Regions from separate parts of the Ovis aries genome. Here all the other regions are linked to region 2. The links are chromatin contacts, called in public Hi-C maps. All regions are on one chromosome and are shown on one strand. Each heading gives the region's core, a stretch centred on a gene start, on an enhancer-like site or on the middle of the called end of the contact. The rest is flanking DNA. Distances are from core to core; before and after follow the strand shown.

Evidence for each region. A called contact is a pair of places that touch in the nucleus more often than the background predicts.
Region 1: a Hi-C map of hypothalamus shows a contact between it and region 2, with 4 times the contacts expected there. The contact joins the promoter of ADSL here to the promoter of TNRC6B in region 2. A contact is called at or near these places in 8 of 16 Hi-C or Micro-C datasets (blood, hypothalamus, liver and 3 more).
Region 3: a Hi-C map of hypothalamus shows a contact between it and region 2, with 4 times the contacts expected there. The contact joins the promoter of RPS19BP1 here to the promoter of TNRC6B in region 2. A contact is called at or near these places in 9 of 16 Hi-C or Micro-C datasets (blood, hypothalamus, liver and 4 more).

What each region holds. Positions count from the first base shown.
Region 1 is chr3:217,490,861-217,493,801 of ARS-UI_Ramb_v3.0, reverse strand. ADSL (adenylosuccinate lyase) reads right to left here and starts at 1,320. Exons shown (of 12, transcript XM_060413572.1): 1 at 1,255-1,320. It overlaps LOC106991094 (a long non-coding RNA gene), which reads left to right and starts at 1,370. Exons shown (of 2, transcript XR_003588544.3): 1 at 1,370-1,759; 2 at 2,878-2,941.
Region 2 is chr3:217,222,983-217,226,033 of ARS-UI_Ramb_v3.0, reverse strand. It overlaps TNRC6B (trinucleotide repeat containing adaptor 6B), which reads right to left and starts at 1,578. Exons shown (of 25, transcript XM_060413567.1): 1 at 1,336-1,578.
Region 3 is chr3:216,775,368-216,778,329 of ARS-UI_Ramb_v3.0, reverse strand. RPS19BP1 (ribosomal protein S19 binding protein 1) reads left to right here and starts at 1,635. Exons shown (of 4, transcript XM_004007001.5): 1 at 1,635-1,715; 2 at 1,869-1,997. The coding sequence starts at 1,664.

The DNA.
Region 1 (2,941 bases), core at 71-2,570, 270 kb before region 2:
TTATCATATATCCATCCACTTTTTTAGATTCTTTTCCTATATAAGCCATTACAGAGTACTGTGTCTGCTAGTGTCATGTACTACTTTATTTCTTGAGCAAGGTGATAGGAAGGGTGTAAAATTTAGGAAGAAAGTTTCCTGTTCGGGGACCCTATACCTTGGTCCTAGGTAGGTACTCAGATTGTTTCTGAGGTTACTAAATGTCATTTCGGAGAGGACTGCCATCTTGCTTGTGTGGCATTTTCCTCGGAAACTTTATAGCTCTCTGGATCACTCTCATGCTTCCTTCAGCGCTTCTGTGAAGATCCTTCTGGGGCTATTTCTGAAACCGCTCGGCAGAATACCTCTACATGAAGCTCTCAGAACCCATAACTCGCATCTAATAACCCCCTACCCTGATTCTCTCTCCCCAGAGACAAAAAAAGGCAGTCTAGTGAAGAAGAAAAAATGGCCCAGGAAATGTGTATTTTGCAGTGACAGGTCTCTGACTACACAGAGGCATGTGGAGGGCGAGGTGGCTGGGCGTTCAGTTAGGCTTTGCATGGTCATGGGTTCACACCGGGTTCCTTTATTTATAGGAGTGCTAACTCGCTTCAGTCATTTCCGACTCTTGGCGACTCCTGGACTGTATAGCCCGCTAGGCTCCTCTCTCCATCGGATTCTCTAGGCAAGAATACTGGAGTGGGTTGTCATAATGGTTAGAAGCAAATATCTCACTGGCACATCATCGAGGCTTGGTCTTCTCTCCTATAACGTGGGAAACCGCGCCCTAGTCTGCAAAGTCTTTCTGAGTTAACCGGGTAAAGATGTGTGCAGAAGCGAGCACAACCGCACAGAAGGAGCACTCGGCGGTGCACTCCTACAGGAACCGCCAAGACTTACTCCCGGAAACGGTAACTGCACTTCTCGCCGCCCACCGTCCATCTCCAACCCTCCACCATTAAAACGTGTGAGGTAACAGGTGGCGACTGCTGGGCCTCCTGCCCTGGCCTTCCTGGGGCCGTTCCTCCGGAAAGGGAACACCTGGCCGAAAATAGCGGGGCAGCTGCCTGGGGAGGCTCAGCCCGCGCACTAAGTCCCAGCCTGGCACGTGCAGGGCGGGGCCCGCCTCCAGATGCGTTACCTGCTCGGCCTCCGCCAGCCATAGCCAGAGCTGCCGCCAGGTCCGGAATTTGTACTTGTCGCTAAACAGGAAGCACATCTCCGGGCTGGCATAACGGGAAGCAAGCGGCGAGCGATAGCTATCGTACTCACAGGCCGCCTCCCGCCCGCCACAGTCGCCCCCTGCGGCCATCCCGGACTCTGGACCCCGCCGGAGCTGACTGGGTCAGCGAGGGCGGAAGCGGAAGTCTGTGGGCGGGACTTCTTCCACTTGGTTCCACCCCTGGGGTTTCCGGGAGACCAGAGCCTTCAGGGCTGCAGATTTTAGGCTCTTCGCTGCTGAGGGTTAAAGCGTTTCTCTTGGTTTTACGAGAAACGTGGTCAGTGCTTCACAAGTTACCTCCGCAGCTCTGCGTTCAGTTTTCTCATCCGAAAAAAGGTACATTAAGACCCGCCTTTAGGATTGCTCTGAGGACATCAAATTGATGTCCAAGACATTTGGAAAGCACTGTTTTTTTGCTATTATTTTTGTCTCCTCCCCTCCCCTCCTGCCGCCTGCCGGGCCCCCAGCACGGTTCTGAGACAAGTACAAGACAGGGGAAATCGGCATTGAGTTCTCCGCCCTGGGACACGTCTTTCCCACTACATCTTACTCAAGGTCAGAAAATGTCACCGATGAACCCACTCTTCCCTCTGGTTGGCCACTAATAATAAACCCACTAATGTTTATGGTGGTCTCACCGGTGGCTCAGACGGTAAAGAATCTGCTTGCGATGCAGGAGACCGGGTTCGATCCCTTGGTGGGGAAGATCCCCTGAAAAAGGGAATGGCTACCCCAGTCCAGTATTCTTGCCTGGAGAATTGCATGGACAGAGGGAGCCTGGTGGGCTACAGTCCATGGTGTCGCAAAGAGTCCGAGGGTACTGAGGGACTAACACTTCACTTTCACTAGGTATCAGGCACTGACCTGAGTGCTTTACACAAGTAATCTCATTAAATCCATGTGAGGGCCCTGAATTGTTCAGGTATTGTTAAATAATACAATACACTACTCTCCAGTGCGGCGTAAGTGCTCAGTAAATGCCTGCCATTATTCTGATCCCCATTTTTCAGGTGACAAAGTGAAGGCATGAGGAGATTGACCGTCTTGAGATAGCTCATGTGGCTCCAGGCTCTCAGTTCTTACCAGATTCAAATGTTTTCTTCCCTTTGTGCTACAGTAGCAGCTACTATATTGCTTTGAAATTACCTTTTTTTGAGTGTCTCACTATAAGGGGATGTCCATTTTGAAGTTTCAGCTTGTTGGTTGAGGTGGCCCTTTTCCCAGTAACTGTAAGACTTAAGGGATATTGAAAGTTCTGATTAAATCTCAAGATTTGTAAGATCTCATCTTTGACAATAACTTCTTGTCACCTTTCCATTTCTGCTTTTTTTTTTTCATGATTCACTAAAAAATGGATGGACCACCCTTGTAGTGTTCTCCCGTCCCACCTCAGATTTCATATAGGCCTCTCTCATAACTCTCACCAGAGTTCAGTGCTGTTGGCCTTTTCCATTGATGGCAAACTTGGTGTGGGCGGGGATCATGCCTGCCTTGGTCCCCGGTGTCCCTGGCAGGTGGATCCAGCACAGGACCTTACATAGCATAGGTGCTCAGTGAGTGTTTGCTGGGTGAATGAATGCTGTCCAGAGGCGCCTAGCCCACATAGGGAAAACAAGGCCCACAGTTACCAAGATCCAAGTTAGATCCTGACATCGCCCTTCCTCTTCCCCCAGTCTCTCCCGTTCCTTCAGTGTCTTCATGCAGTAGATCCTCCATGTCTCCACCTGGGCTTCGGAA
Region 2 (3,051 bases), core at 329-2,828:
TAGTGAGACAACGCACACGGTAGAGGTGTCAACGTGCTGAAAGTTCTGCTTTTTAAGAGCCATTTACGTAACACTACCAAAAGCTAAACATAGTGCCAAAGCCACCCGAATCATTAGGAAACTATCATCCCATTGAAATTCCCCACAACTAGGAAGAAAACAGCCGCTATTGTTAAACTTGCACAAAATGCTAAAATGTAAGATTTCTATATATCTTATTTCTGTGTGCTTAACTACTGGGGGAGGGGAACAGTAATTAACAACGTTTTATTCACTGACTATGGAGAAACATCTCTGGCTAATTTTGTTCTATATTTTGCCTATACTGTAAGCAAATCGCCAACTTGAATTCACCTTATGCCTGGCTTCAACCTTTAGCACCGAGGCTAAAAAGTAATAGTGCAGCCGGCAGATACGTGAAAAAGCAGGGAGCCTGAAAAGACCTAGACTAACTCCTGGTGTTCAAAGAACCGAGGATGGGCTGGGCCTTAAGGTCACTGACAAGAGGCTACCATTATTGGGTGTCTTCAGCCACTACATAGTCCATTTCAGCCCACTGTGGAAACCCACTAGTTTGAAACCAAGGGCGCAGGACCAGGGAATGGCAGAAAACACTTTTGGCTGGTCGTCCGATGATAGTCTCCTCGCCCTCCGTTCCCTGGGGAAGAGTTAATCGACTCTTAGGAGGCCACACAGGCAGGGCTCCGGGGTGAGGGGTGGAGTTGGGACCCCCGGCCAGGGTTGGGCAGGGGAGCGCATTCACTCTGTCACGCAGGTCCTGCACACAGGTGGGGACAGGGAGGCTCCGAGGCCTGACGCGCAAGGGGCCCCGACGCGCCTCCGTGGGCCTCGGCTCTCCGCCGCGATGGGGACCCCTCCCGGCCTCGAGGTGCCCCGGCGACGGGAAGCGAACTCGACTTGACCGGCCCACCCGGAAGCCCTCCCCCAGCTCACACCTGCCGGCGCGTGACGCCCGCCGCCGCCGCGTGCGCCCGCCCGCCCCGACCCGGCCATTCCGGGCGCCCCTGCCCCGAGCGCGGACCTCGCCAGCGTCCCTCCCCGCCCGGGGGTCAAACCCACCAGACGCCCGCCCCGCGGAGCGCGCGCCCAACGCCGCCGCCCCCGCCGGCCCCGCGCGCGCTCACGCCCCTCCCGGCCCTCTCCCCGCCGCGCGCGCTCACTCGCGAGGACACGCACACGCTGCACCTCAGCTTGACAGGCCGGCCCCGCGCCGCGCGCTCCCGCGGACGTCCTCGCCCACCCGGCCGCCCGGCTCTGACTGGGCGGTGAGCAGGGGGAGGGGAAGGGCGGCGGTGGCCGTCGGTCCTCACTCACCGCCGAGCCGTGCCGGCTCCGAGTGCGCGGCGTTCCGCTGTGAGGCGATGCGCTGCGATGCGCGCGGTCCCCGCTCCTTCGCAGGCTATGGAGGCGACGTAGTAGGGGGACTGAGAGGCTCGGGGGAGGGGGTCAATCCCTCCCGCTTCACCTCCGAGAAACACGGGGACCCCAGAAACTAAAAACAAAATAAACAAACTTTCCCCTCCGCCTCCCTCCCCCAAAACCACAACACAAACACTCGGGGCCCCGCCCAGAGCCCCACTCCATTGGCCGCAGGGAGGATGCTGCCGGCCCTCACTGGCTGGCTTTTGTGCCCGTCAAGCTGCCGTTCCGCCCCTCCAATGCCTCGCCGCAGCCGTCGCCCCTCATTGGTCAAATGCGTTCCGTTTGACGAGCTAGGATTGGCTGAGCTGCCTGCGCCAATCATTCGGGGACACACCCCCTCAGCATCCCAGAGGCCGCTTCCTCGGTCGCGGACGCGGAGAAGCGAAGGGGAAACTAGAGCATGATGGCGGCCGAGCTCAGTTGGCGCAACCATCGTCTTTTTCCTTTTATTAGTTCATTAGTGCCTCGCCCTCGCGCTGTTCCCCCTAAGCTCCTCTCTTCATCCAGTACTGCCTAATAACGGAATCTATACGTCCCGGCTCCTTGATTTATCCCCTCAGAAGTGCTGAGTGTGGGCTGGTTGTGAGTCATTGGACTGTCAGCATGTCACTCGTTAGTCAAATCTTCAAACTATTGGTGGAACGGCAAGAAAGCCCGTCCAACAACAAGGGCTAATGCCATTGGTTTGTCTCCACCAAGTTCTTTCCTGGTACCTTATTGGGCAGATAGGCGCGTCGGTCAGCTTCGCACTGTTAATTGTTTGCTAGGCCGTTTGGATGACTGTTCATTTGGCCTGTAGTTGGAAATAACGATTACCCGCTTGCGTACCGCTTGCGTGCCCACTTTGTGCCAACTGTGCAGAGTTCTTTACAAGGACTATCGATTAAAGCTGTGAGTTATAGGTTCTCTAAATTTTACAGACGAGACACTAAAGCTCCAGAGTGGTTAGGATATTTGCCCAAGGTCACCTAGATAGAAAATAGTTCGTAGACCAACATTTGGTCCCAGATCTGACTCCAAAGCCTAAGCTCTTTTCACTGTACTTTAGTGTCTCCCTTAGTCTAGAATCGTTCCTGTCAGCCAACCCTGCATCTTCAAAAGGTTTCATTCAGAGCCTAAGGTCCTCAGTTTCTGGAGGTGACACTGTTGGGGACTAAAGCTATGGATAGGTTATCATTGCCTCCACTGTATCTTCTCCAGCACGCATTCCTCCCACCCTAAACGAAACAGTCTTGGTGTTTCCTGACCGGAAGCCCATTTACCTTTATGGTCATTTTCTCCACTTTGTAAATAAATGAATACTTCTACCAGCCTTCTGTTTCAAGCCTACCTTCCCAACTCCCACCCATCCATCTCCAGCTCACTCTTTTCTGAGAGAATCTTGAAGAGCCAGAAACAAGGAGAGCATCCAAAGAGGGAAAGAGAATAAATCGGTTTAGGAATAATTTACTGTATGCAAATAGAACAGCCCTTTCTGGAAAGCTTCCAGAGTAGCCCCTGATGCTGTGCAAGAGGTGTGTTTCTGGCTCCTGGCCATTGAATTCTTTCCTGTGGCAGCTTTCAGCAAAGTGAATCCAACATTCCAGCCAGGGGAGGGCAGAATGCTTA
Region 3 (2,962 bases), core at 386-2,885, 450 kb after region 2:
CCCACCGCCCCACCGCCCCACCGCCCCACCGCCCCACCAAGCCCTCAGGACAAATCTGTGGCCCTGATGCCAAGGAAACCACCCAGCCCTCTGCTCCTTCAGGGCTACACCTGTCCCAAGGGACAGGCCCCCACTACAGGGTCCTCCTGCCCCGGACACTCCCCTCCCACATTGCCAGCTCTTCTCCAGAGACCTCCTGACCCACACCGCATCCTGGGTGGTTGGCACAGGCCAGCAATGCATAAATGCTCCAGCCCGATGGTCTTTCTTTATTCCCAGCTCTGACACCATCGATGTGACCTGGATAGGTTCCTTGGCCCCTCTGAGCCATTTGTAAAATGAGGGAAACAGTGGTTTCTACTTCAGAGCGAGGGGGGTGGTGTAAGTGAGCCAACAAATGTAAAACACTGAAAACAGCACCTCGAGGTAGTTTGTTATTATTAATGTTTGTTTAGGCATTTCTCTCCCTTCTGGACAAGCTGGTGGAGGTTAGTCAGGTTCATTTACACAGGAGCAACTGAGTCACCTCCATGTCCTACACTCTACAGGGTCTAGTATACAAAAGGCCCTCAGAACATGTTTGTACTCCGAATTCATTCACCACTCATTTATTGAGTGCCTTCTGCATGCCAGGTACTGGGCTAGGAGTGCAGCAGCAGTGAACAAGACAGGGCTCCTCCCTGCAGCAAGAAGAGCACTAATTTCTAAGCCAGGATTTCTCAAACTATCGATATTTTATATAAGAAACTCTCTGCAACCCCATGGGCTGCAGCCTGCCAGGCTCCTCTATCCATGGGATCTTCCAAGACAAGAATACTGGAGTGGAATGCTATTTCCCCCTCCAAGGGATTTTCCTGACTCTGGGATCGAACCCGTGGCTCCTGTGTCTTCTGCACTGGCAGGCAGATTCTTTACCACTGAGCTACCCAAGAGGTGGCCCAAGGTCCTCTTCCTTCTTAAAAAACGTCAGAATCCCAAAGAGCTTCTGCATATGTAACTATCTAATGAGAGTTACCACGTTAGAAAATAAAACAAATACATTTTAAAATATTTATTAATTTAAAATAACAGTAACAAACTCACATATTAACGTAACTGACGTATTTTAATGAAAATGGTTGTATTTTTCAAAACCAAACAAAATAGTTTTTTTAAAAACCCACTGATACTGTTTTGCATTTTTGCAAATATCTTTAATATCTGGCTTAAGGCAAGACAGCTGGATTCTCACGCCGAAGTAAACGTTGCTCTGGTTGAAGTATATGAAAAAATATTTCCAAAAATATATTTCCCTTTTTCGTAAAAACTGAGAATACTAAGTCCCCTCCCCGGCCTTGCCCACTACGTAGCGGCCAGACCGCAGAGGCTTTACCTACGAGGCTGAGTTACTGGCGGGCGGTTTCCGGGGGAAGGTGCCGCCTGTCTCGCAAACGGTTGATTGGGTTGCGATTGGACAACCAATGCTTCTTTGGCGCTTTGGCCCCGCCTCCAGATCCCGCCCCCTTTCCGCCGATTAGTAAACCTTACGCATGCGTTCTAAGGAAGGTGGGCACTTCCGTCCGCTCACTGTGGAACTTTTGCTTCTGGCTCAGGTTTCCGCCGAAACCACCTCGGGGGCCGAGGCGGAAGTAGTTGAGCTGTGTGGGCAGAACTAAGGGCAGCTATGTCGGCTGCTTTGCTGCGGCGCGGCTTGGAGCTACTGGGGGCTCCTGAGGGTAAGGAGGCTCTGTCCGAGGACGTTCGGCCAGGCGGGAAGGTGGCAGGGGCTGGGGGCAGGAGCCCCGAGGGCGCCAAACGATCCAAACCAGTCTTAGCCTCGGTGGGATGGGAACCCTGAGCGCCCTCCGACCCGAGCCCGTTCTTTACAGCCCCCGGCGCCGCTCCAGGACACACCAAACCGAGCCAAGCTCCGATGAAGCGGACCCGGAAGGCGAAGGCGACCCAGGCCCAGAAACTGCGGAACTCCGCCAAGGGAAAGGTGCCCAAGTCGGCGCTGGGTGAGCTTGGGAAGGCGCTGAACGCGCTGCTCCCGGGGGCCGCGGTGCCCTGGAGGAACTGGCGCTGGAGTCAGGGCTTCACATGTTACCCAGGCGTTTCTAGACTACCTGCCGTGCGACGGCCGCGGAGCGGGGTCCTGGGAACACGGAGATGAACGAGTCACATCGTCCCGACCCTCAAGGTCTACAGTCCTAGTGGGGAGAGAACACTGAGGAGTTTCAAAATCAGCGTTTTCAAACTTTTTGGGTTTGGGTTGGGTCAGGTTGGGTCTCTGTGATGAGATTTGTGCTGTAAAACTAGGGTAGTATGAAAGGGACTTAGAATAAAGACTTCTCTGAGGAAGCGACATTTAAGCACAGACCTGATGGAAGTATAAGAATGAGCTGGGGGAAGTATACTGTTGGCATATGTGGAATCAGAAGTTTACTATTAATCTTTGAAATGTCGAAAGAAAGAAGCCTGGTTGAGGTGACATACGGTAAAGGAGGGTGAGACACTGAGCGTTTAATACAAGTTAACACTCTGGGTGCTGTTCTCAGCCTCTGACAAATGTTTGCTCATTTGTTCCTCACAACCCTGTGAGGTCGGCGCTGTCATTACCCCCATTGCTCAGATGCAGAAACAGACCCCTGCCCAGATGGTACAGGTGGAAACCAGGCAGTGTGTCTCCAGAGCCCTGCTCCCACCTGTCCCTTCAAGCAGAAGGTGCTGTGGCCTGAGCACCGGTGACAGTGCGGAGATAACAAGAGAGTCCTGCAGATGGAAGCTGTGTTGATGGTGTCAGTGGTGGATTGGCTGTGAGGATGGAGGGAGCATCTTGAGGGATTTGGTGACGCTTAATGAGATGTACAGACTTGAACAGTGTGGGCAGGATGGCAGGGTGTTTTGATGTTTTGACCTGTGGCAGGACTTGAGCTCCTAATGTGTCTTCAAATCCCCACTGTTAGTTGCTCCGTTGTGTCTG